2 separate regions of the Mus musculus genome follow, and region 2 is linked to region 1. Evidence: chromatin contacts called from public Hi-C data. All regions are on one chromosome and are shown on one strand. The core of a region is the stretch at or near the end of the contact, and the rest is flanking DNA. Distances in the headings are between cores, read along the strand shown. Region 1 has its middle 32 kb from the start of Gm31559. Region 2 has its middle 32 kb from the start of Gm39449.

The links. A called contact is a pair of places that touch in the nucleus more often than the background predicts.
Region 2: a contact with region 1 is called in a Hi-C map of uterus, with 13 times the contacts expected there. The contact joins two enhancer-like sites. A contact is called at or near these places in 1 of 39 promoter capture datasets (embryonic stem cells), 3 of 15 datasets of contacts at CTCF or cohesin (embryonic stem cells, hippocampal excitatory neurons and liver), 107 of 484 Hi-C or Micro-C datasets (the AtT-20 cell line, B cells, the C2C12 cell line and 57 more), 13 of 115 datasets of contacts at active chromatin or transcription factors (PVALB interneurons, astrocytes, bone marrow-derived dendritic cells and 3 more) and 2 of 9 other capture datasets (adipose tissue and embryonic stem cells).

Annotation. Positions count from the first base shown.
Region 1 is chr9:116,423,665-116,427,028 of GRCm38.p6, forward strand. No RefSeq gene overlaps it. Among named protein-coding and RNA genes, the nearest start is that of Gm31559, 32 kb to the left of the region's middle. Within about 2 kb of position 1,582, at least 7 of the 459 cell types and tissues checked have an H3K27ac peak or open chromatin away from gene starts, as enhancers often do. A contact at or near this core is called in uterus, where this site is marked.
Region 2 is chr9:116,555,195-116,558,402 of GRCm38.p6, forward strand. No RefSeq gene overlaps it. Among named protein-coding and RNA genes, the nearest start is that of Gm39449, 32 kb to the left of the region's middle. Within about 2 kb of position 1,742, at least 22 of the 459 cell types and tissues checked have an H3K27ac peak or open chromatin away from gene starts, as enhancers often do. A contact at or near this core is called in uterus, where this site is marked.

The DNA of each region.
Region 1 (3,364 bases), core at 332-2,831:
TGCGTGTCTCCTCACCAGATAAATACAATTTAAAACACTCCATAATTTAAGATGGTAAAGACGTATACAGCTGTTATATATTTAAGTAAACACTAAGATGTTGAGTCATTGGGATAACGTAGTTCTATAATCCCAGCCCTTGGAAGATGGAAGCAGGAGGATCAGGAGTTCAAGGCCACCCTCAGTTATATAGTGAGCCCAGGGCCTGCCTGGGCTACTTGAGACCATGTGTTAATAAAATAAAATAATTACGTGGAAAGAAACCTAAAGTATCACATATTCCATACAGCATTTCATTGCTGATTCTGTTCCTCTCCAGTCGAAGTTGCTGCACTGCAGTGGGATTTAGCCTTTGTAGAACACACAGCACACATCTCTGTTCGCAAGCATTTTAGACCTTGATTGACGGGACCGTGGGAATCATTTTGTGGCTAATTTTTGCATCTCTAGTCTTTAGCACAGTGACAGTTTCTTGTTTAATTTTCAGTGACTATTCTAGAACAACGCATGATAATTAAAGCCCTTAGCAGGATCTATCAGAGATTTTTACGTTAGAGAGCCCATGATCTATTGAGGAAGATTCATCAGCCAGTGGTATAACACAATGAATTTCATGGTATAATATGTACAGGCGATAACAAGGGGCAATCACATCCTGTAGGCTAGCTCTGGGGAAGGCTCCTGAGGAGCAGAGATAGCGGGAATGCACCTTGAAGGGTCAAGGAGAATTTACCCAGAGATGGGAGTGGAGGACACAGCCAGCTGCAGAAACAGACTTTAAATATAGACAGAGCGCTCAAAGACAACCAGTGCGTGTCAGAGAGCGCCTAGCCCTGGAGTGGTGGAGCCAGAGCCAGAAGAGAAACCTGGGCAGGAAATCTGAGCCAAACTGGAAAGTTTGATATGCTGTGCTAAGAAGGTTGAGTTTTGTTCCTTCTTGGTGGCTTTAAGCAGAGAAATGACAGGATCTGTATTTCTAAAATGCCAGTGGCCGTATACAAAACTGGATTCTCAAGGAAGCAAGTGAGTAGGGGCCACTTGCAAATGCAATGTGCTGAGATAATGGGGAAGTGAGGGGGGGGGTTGTGCTGAAGGAGAGGGAGGGAGGGAGGGATGGAGGGAAGGAGGCAGGGAGGGAGGGAAGGGAGGGAGGGAGGACCACACATCCCTGAGGAACCTTCTAGGTAGGCACAGATAGAATGGGGAGGCAGACTGGAGAGTCTCTGTACACTCACAGTATCAACTCCTTCTTGCAGTTTGGAGTTTGTTTAATTGTTTGTATAATCCAAGGTGGCCTTGAATGTTCATTTATCATTTTTTAAAGGAGAAGCATATGTCTGTCTTTGAATTTGGGACTCTCATTAATCAGTGGAACCATCCCTGCGCGTTCCCTGACTTCTGTCTATGGTCTTTATGGGCGCTCAGACCCCTGCGCTCTCATCACTGAGGAGAACGGCCATTGACTGTCTTCTCAGAGCTCATCTGAATTAACTTTATATCCCTTTGTAAAGGATGAGGCCAGGGTAGAGAAGCAGCCGAGAGGCGGCCTGAGAGGCAGGTCCTCATTGGCTCCTTGTTCTTCCAAGTGAGCAATTTGCCTCTTTAGAGACTCCCAGGCATGAGTCAGAGCTCTTCCCGAATCACAGTTCTCAAGAGAATGTTTCCACATGACCAAAACACAAAACAAACAAAAAGCAAAACAACAAAAGCAACAACAACAACAACAAAAACCTAGAAACAAAAAAGCAAAACCAAAACCTAAAAAATCCAAACCCGAAACAAGAAGCTCAGCAGAGGAGAAACGAACAAACTTCTGTGACAGGAGAGGAAGGGCCAGCAAAACTGTGGTCTTTGACAGCATTTGTGAGCATAGGTCACACAGCGCCACATAAAGCTAGACATAGATGTGTCTGGGAAGAGAGAATCTCGACTGGGGAATTTCTTCCATCACGTGAGTCTGTCTACAGCGCCTTTTATCACTTAGTACTTGTGGTGGCACACGCCTTTAATCCCAGCACTTGGGAGGCAGAGGCAGGCGGATTTCTGAGTTCAAGGTCAGCCTGGTCTACAAAGTGAGTTCCAGGACAGCCAGAGCTACACAGAGAAACTCTGTCTCGAAAATCAAAAACAAAAACAAAACAAAACAACAACAACAAAATCACTTAGTACTTGATGCAAGCGGTCCCAGCTGAGCGTGGGTACAGGACTCCTAGGCAGGTAGACCTGGCCTGTATAAGAAAGATAGCTAAGCATAGGGGAGGCCTGCCAGGGAGCGCTCCTCCATGGTCTCTGCTTCAGTTCCTGCCTCTAGCTCCTGCCTTGACTTCCCTCAGTGACAGACAAAGACTGAAAGCAGAAGATGAAATAAACCATTTCATCCCCAGATTGTTTCCGGTCCCGGTGTTTTTGACAACAGCAGAAAAGCCAGCAAGGACAGCATCAGAACAACTGCTTAAAAATCAACAGAAACGGATCCTTACTTTCATCTCTACTTCTAAAATGCTATAAATTGAAATATGTAAACTTTAAATGTTTAAATAGCCCCGGTAAGATCACCCTATCATTTAAGTAGACAACTGTTGCTTCTTGCCCAACTAGAATTAAGAAGCTCCAAAAATTTCAGAGAGGCAAGAGTCTCTTTCTCCGGTACAAGAAAGAGACATTTAACTGTGGCCTTCCAGCATCTTCCCACTTTGGCTGCTTCTTTGGAAATAAAAATTTTATTCCCCTGATAATTTTGTGCCGAGTGGTGATTGTCAAGACATCGGCCAACAGGTGGCGCTGCAGGTCCGTGTCAACGTAATTACGAGGCGCCTCTGGTTTTGTATAGAAACAGAAAATCCACCTGTCCTCCACAGGAAATCACAGGGTCTCCTGGAATAGCCTAAAAGGCTTCCAATAAATATAAACCCCAAGGATTTATAGCACTTCTTACTGCTTGCCCAGAGTCCTGTGCTAGAGAAAGGACTACCCGAAAAGTTTGACACTTACAGCTGTTTAAATATATAGGAAAGGGGCAACGCGTAGAACTAAAAGTCAACGTTCCAGCCTGGGATTATATAGCATGATTTACAGATGTCGTGATGAAAACCAGGAAGGATGTTACAGACGTTGCAACCATTTGAGTCTCACTGTTCACCGGCCAGATCTGCAGTGCTGAGCTTGAACTTGCTACCCAGCCCAGAATAACCGTATATGCCCGATCCTCCAGACCCCAGTTCCCAAGTGCTAGGATTAAAGGCATGCAACACCGTGCCGGGTTCTAAGTGGTTCTGGAGCTCAAATCCAGGGCTTCTGATATGTTAAGCAAGTATTGTATCTGGTGAGCCACTTCACCAGCCTGCAGAACTGCGGTTCGTAATCA
Region 2 (3,208 bases), core at 492-2,991, 130 kb after region 1:
CCTTTGTACATGGAGGCCACAGGAAGACATTGTATGTCTTGCTCTATCATCCTCTGCCCTTATCCCTTGAGACAGAGTCTCTCTCTGAACCTGGAGCTGGGCTGGCAGCCAGCAAGTCCCAGTGATCTTTGTGTGTCCCCTCTGTCCCCAGTGGTGGTGTTGCTGGTAATGTAAGCTACACTTGGATTTTCACATGGGTGCTAGGGTCTGAAGGTAGGCCATCATGCTTGCATAACAAACATGTACCCACAGAGCTATCCTTCCAAGACCTAAGCTCTTAATGATCTGCCTGTGACATGCAGTCTGTGTATTGGGGTCTTGAGACCCAATTCTCCATTGAAGTGACTTACATGAGAGCATGCAATGATTTATAGCACTTTTAAAACAATCATCTAAATGAAAGATATTGGAAACTCCTTAGCCTGCTACAGTGTTCAACCACAGCTGACAGCCATGTTGCTTGGAATGCTTCATTCACCTCCTGCCTTTTCCAGCACTATAGATCCGTTATCTTGTCCTAGACAAAAAGTGGGGATAAGATAATGAGAACCAGGTCCTCACTGAGGCCCCACACCTGTCTTGAATGTTGTTACCCTACGAAGCCTTAGTTTCTCACTGGTCCTGCTCTCCCTAGCTTCCATCTGTCCCTTTGCCCACAGGCAGGAGAGTTGCTCCTGTGTTTTCCCATCATCTTCAAGGAAGCTGAGCACAAATCTGCCTGCATATAAGCTCTCTAAACACAAGGACTCTATTCGTCTTTGCGATTGTTCTCCATAATGTTTAAAGTAAGGAGAGAGCCAGTAGAGAGGAAGAAAACAAAGGAGGCTGGGGACTAAGGAGAGAGGGAGACAGAGCCTTGTGGTTACTCAGGCTGATGTGTGTGAGCTTCAATCTCAACCTGTTTTGCATGCTTTCCTTCAGATAAGCAGCAAAGAAAATCCAGGGGAACCTATTTAGGAGCTAGGCACCTTCCTACTAAAATCCCCAGCACCCTTACACTGCAGACTATTGTTTAGAATTCAAGCATAAGTCAGCAGAGATTCCAAGAGCTGGAGCCTCCCAAGGCCGGTTCTTCTTAATGTGCCTGTGCGCATGTGTTTGTAGTTTACTTCTTCACTGAAACGTCTCAAAGGCAGAAATGGTATTTATTTCATCATTTCTAGCAGAAGAACTGGCATTTGACAAAGTTGCCACCAGGAGAGGATGAATTCTTCCAGGGGCTGCTGGCCTGTTTCTTTTGATTTGGGGCATTAAAGTCTCTGTACTTTTGCTAGGGACTTTCCATCAAGGTTGTTCACCAAGTTTTTGTGCATGGCTTTGAAATTTAAATTTCCCCATCATCTTCCCGCATGAAGGCTGAGTTAAAAAGGCATATTTCACTTTTCTCCCTTTTCCCATGGCTCTTGCATCTCCCTTTTCTTCACCATTATCTTCCCCCGCATTCGGGATGTATCAGAGAAATGTTTTACTGTTGTCTTCAGCGGGCTCTCTTCTTCCCATGGCTCAGTTCTTTACGCTCCCCTGCATATTCCCCGTGGAGCTGATAACAGAAGTAACTGCCTGGCCCTGTTTGGAAAGGGCTGCGATCTGTTTTGTAGGTTGATTATTTAGCTTTAATAAATAGAGACACTTATTAGCTGGCCTCAGTCTCTTCTCCCCTCTGTGGGTTGCATTTCATTGCTCGTTAATGTGTAAATCATGACTCTCCCTAATTACACCCAGATGCGGTTTCCTTCTGGCACAGAGCTGGGCAGCTAACAAAGGGCTAGGACCCTGATAGAGAGCTCAGCGTGATCTCTTCGCACACATTTGGGGATACTACTGTGAGGGAACAAGTTTAGCTTCTGTCTCTGTCTCTCTGTCTCTCTTTGTCTCTATGTCCTTGTCTCTGTCTCTCTCTGTGTGTGTGTGTGTGTGTGTGTGTGTGTGTGTGTGCATGCACACACACACTCAAGTGCACATATATGTGGGCATGCATGAACTCTGCCTGTTCAACTTGTCTAATTCTGAAATCAGTAACAAAAATTCAGTGTCTAATAGCCTTAGCCAGGCAAACTTAAAACTGTAAACTCAAATGAACAAGTCAAATAGTATGTGTACATACAAGAATTTTAACAATTTCCCATTCATATGTCTTAATGGGATAGTTCATGTATTACAGATCTCTATGTGCCTTAGTACTGGTTTCTACTACTGCAATGAAACACCACGACCACAAAGCAAGTTGGGGTTTCCTTGGCTTACACTTCCAGATCATAATCCATCATTGGAGGAAATCAGGAAAGGAACTCAACTTGGGCTGGAACCTGGAGGCAGGAGCTGATGCAGAGGCCATGGAGGGTGCTACTTACTGTCTTGCTTCCCTTGGCTTGCTTGGCCTGCCTTATAGAACCCAGGACTACCAGTGCAGGGATGGCACCACCCACAATGGACTGGATCCTCCCCTATTGATCACTAATGAAGAAAATGCCTTATAGCTGTTTCTCATGGAGGCGTTTTCTCAACTGAGGCTCCTTCCTTTCTGATGACTGTAAAGGGTGTCAGGTAGACACAGAAAACTGACGACTAGCACATTATGATCTGATAAAAAGGTGAAGGAGGGAGAGTGTAAAGGATGTAGGAGTTGGAGGATGGAAAGAGCATTATAAAATTCTGTCTAGACAGGAGAAGACCATAACAAACTACATGGGCTCAAGCCAGTCAGCACTCCCGCCCGGATGTGGATGAGAAACACGTATCCGCTAATTCTAGCTAAGAGTTACTGGAAGCTCTGTGTGACCTCTGTCCTGCTAGGTTTCCCATGCTCCAGCGGTTGGCCCCATATCAATGTGCTTGTGGGAATTACTAACTGGTCTCAATGGATTATTAATTTAAAAACAAAAAGAGAACTTGCTGCTTTTGCAGAGGACCTAAGTTTGTTGCCCAGCACACACATGGGAGCCCACAACCATCAGTATCTCTAGTTCCAAAGAATCAGATGTCCTCTTCTGGCCTCTACAGACAGAAAGCATACATGCGGGCAAATGAACCATTCAGAAAATAAACAAATCTTTAAAAAAGGAAAGAGGGCATGTTGGAAGAGGATCCTGTGGGCTGCTGGAGGGAGACATGATAAAAATGCATGGCATATATGAATGAAAATTTCAAAGAATAAAAATATTTTAAGTTTTATACATGAACATAAGCTTATTTCATTTGAATACATTGA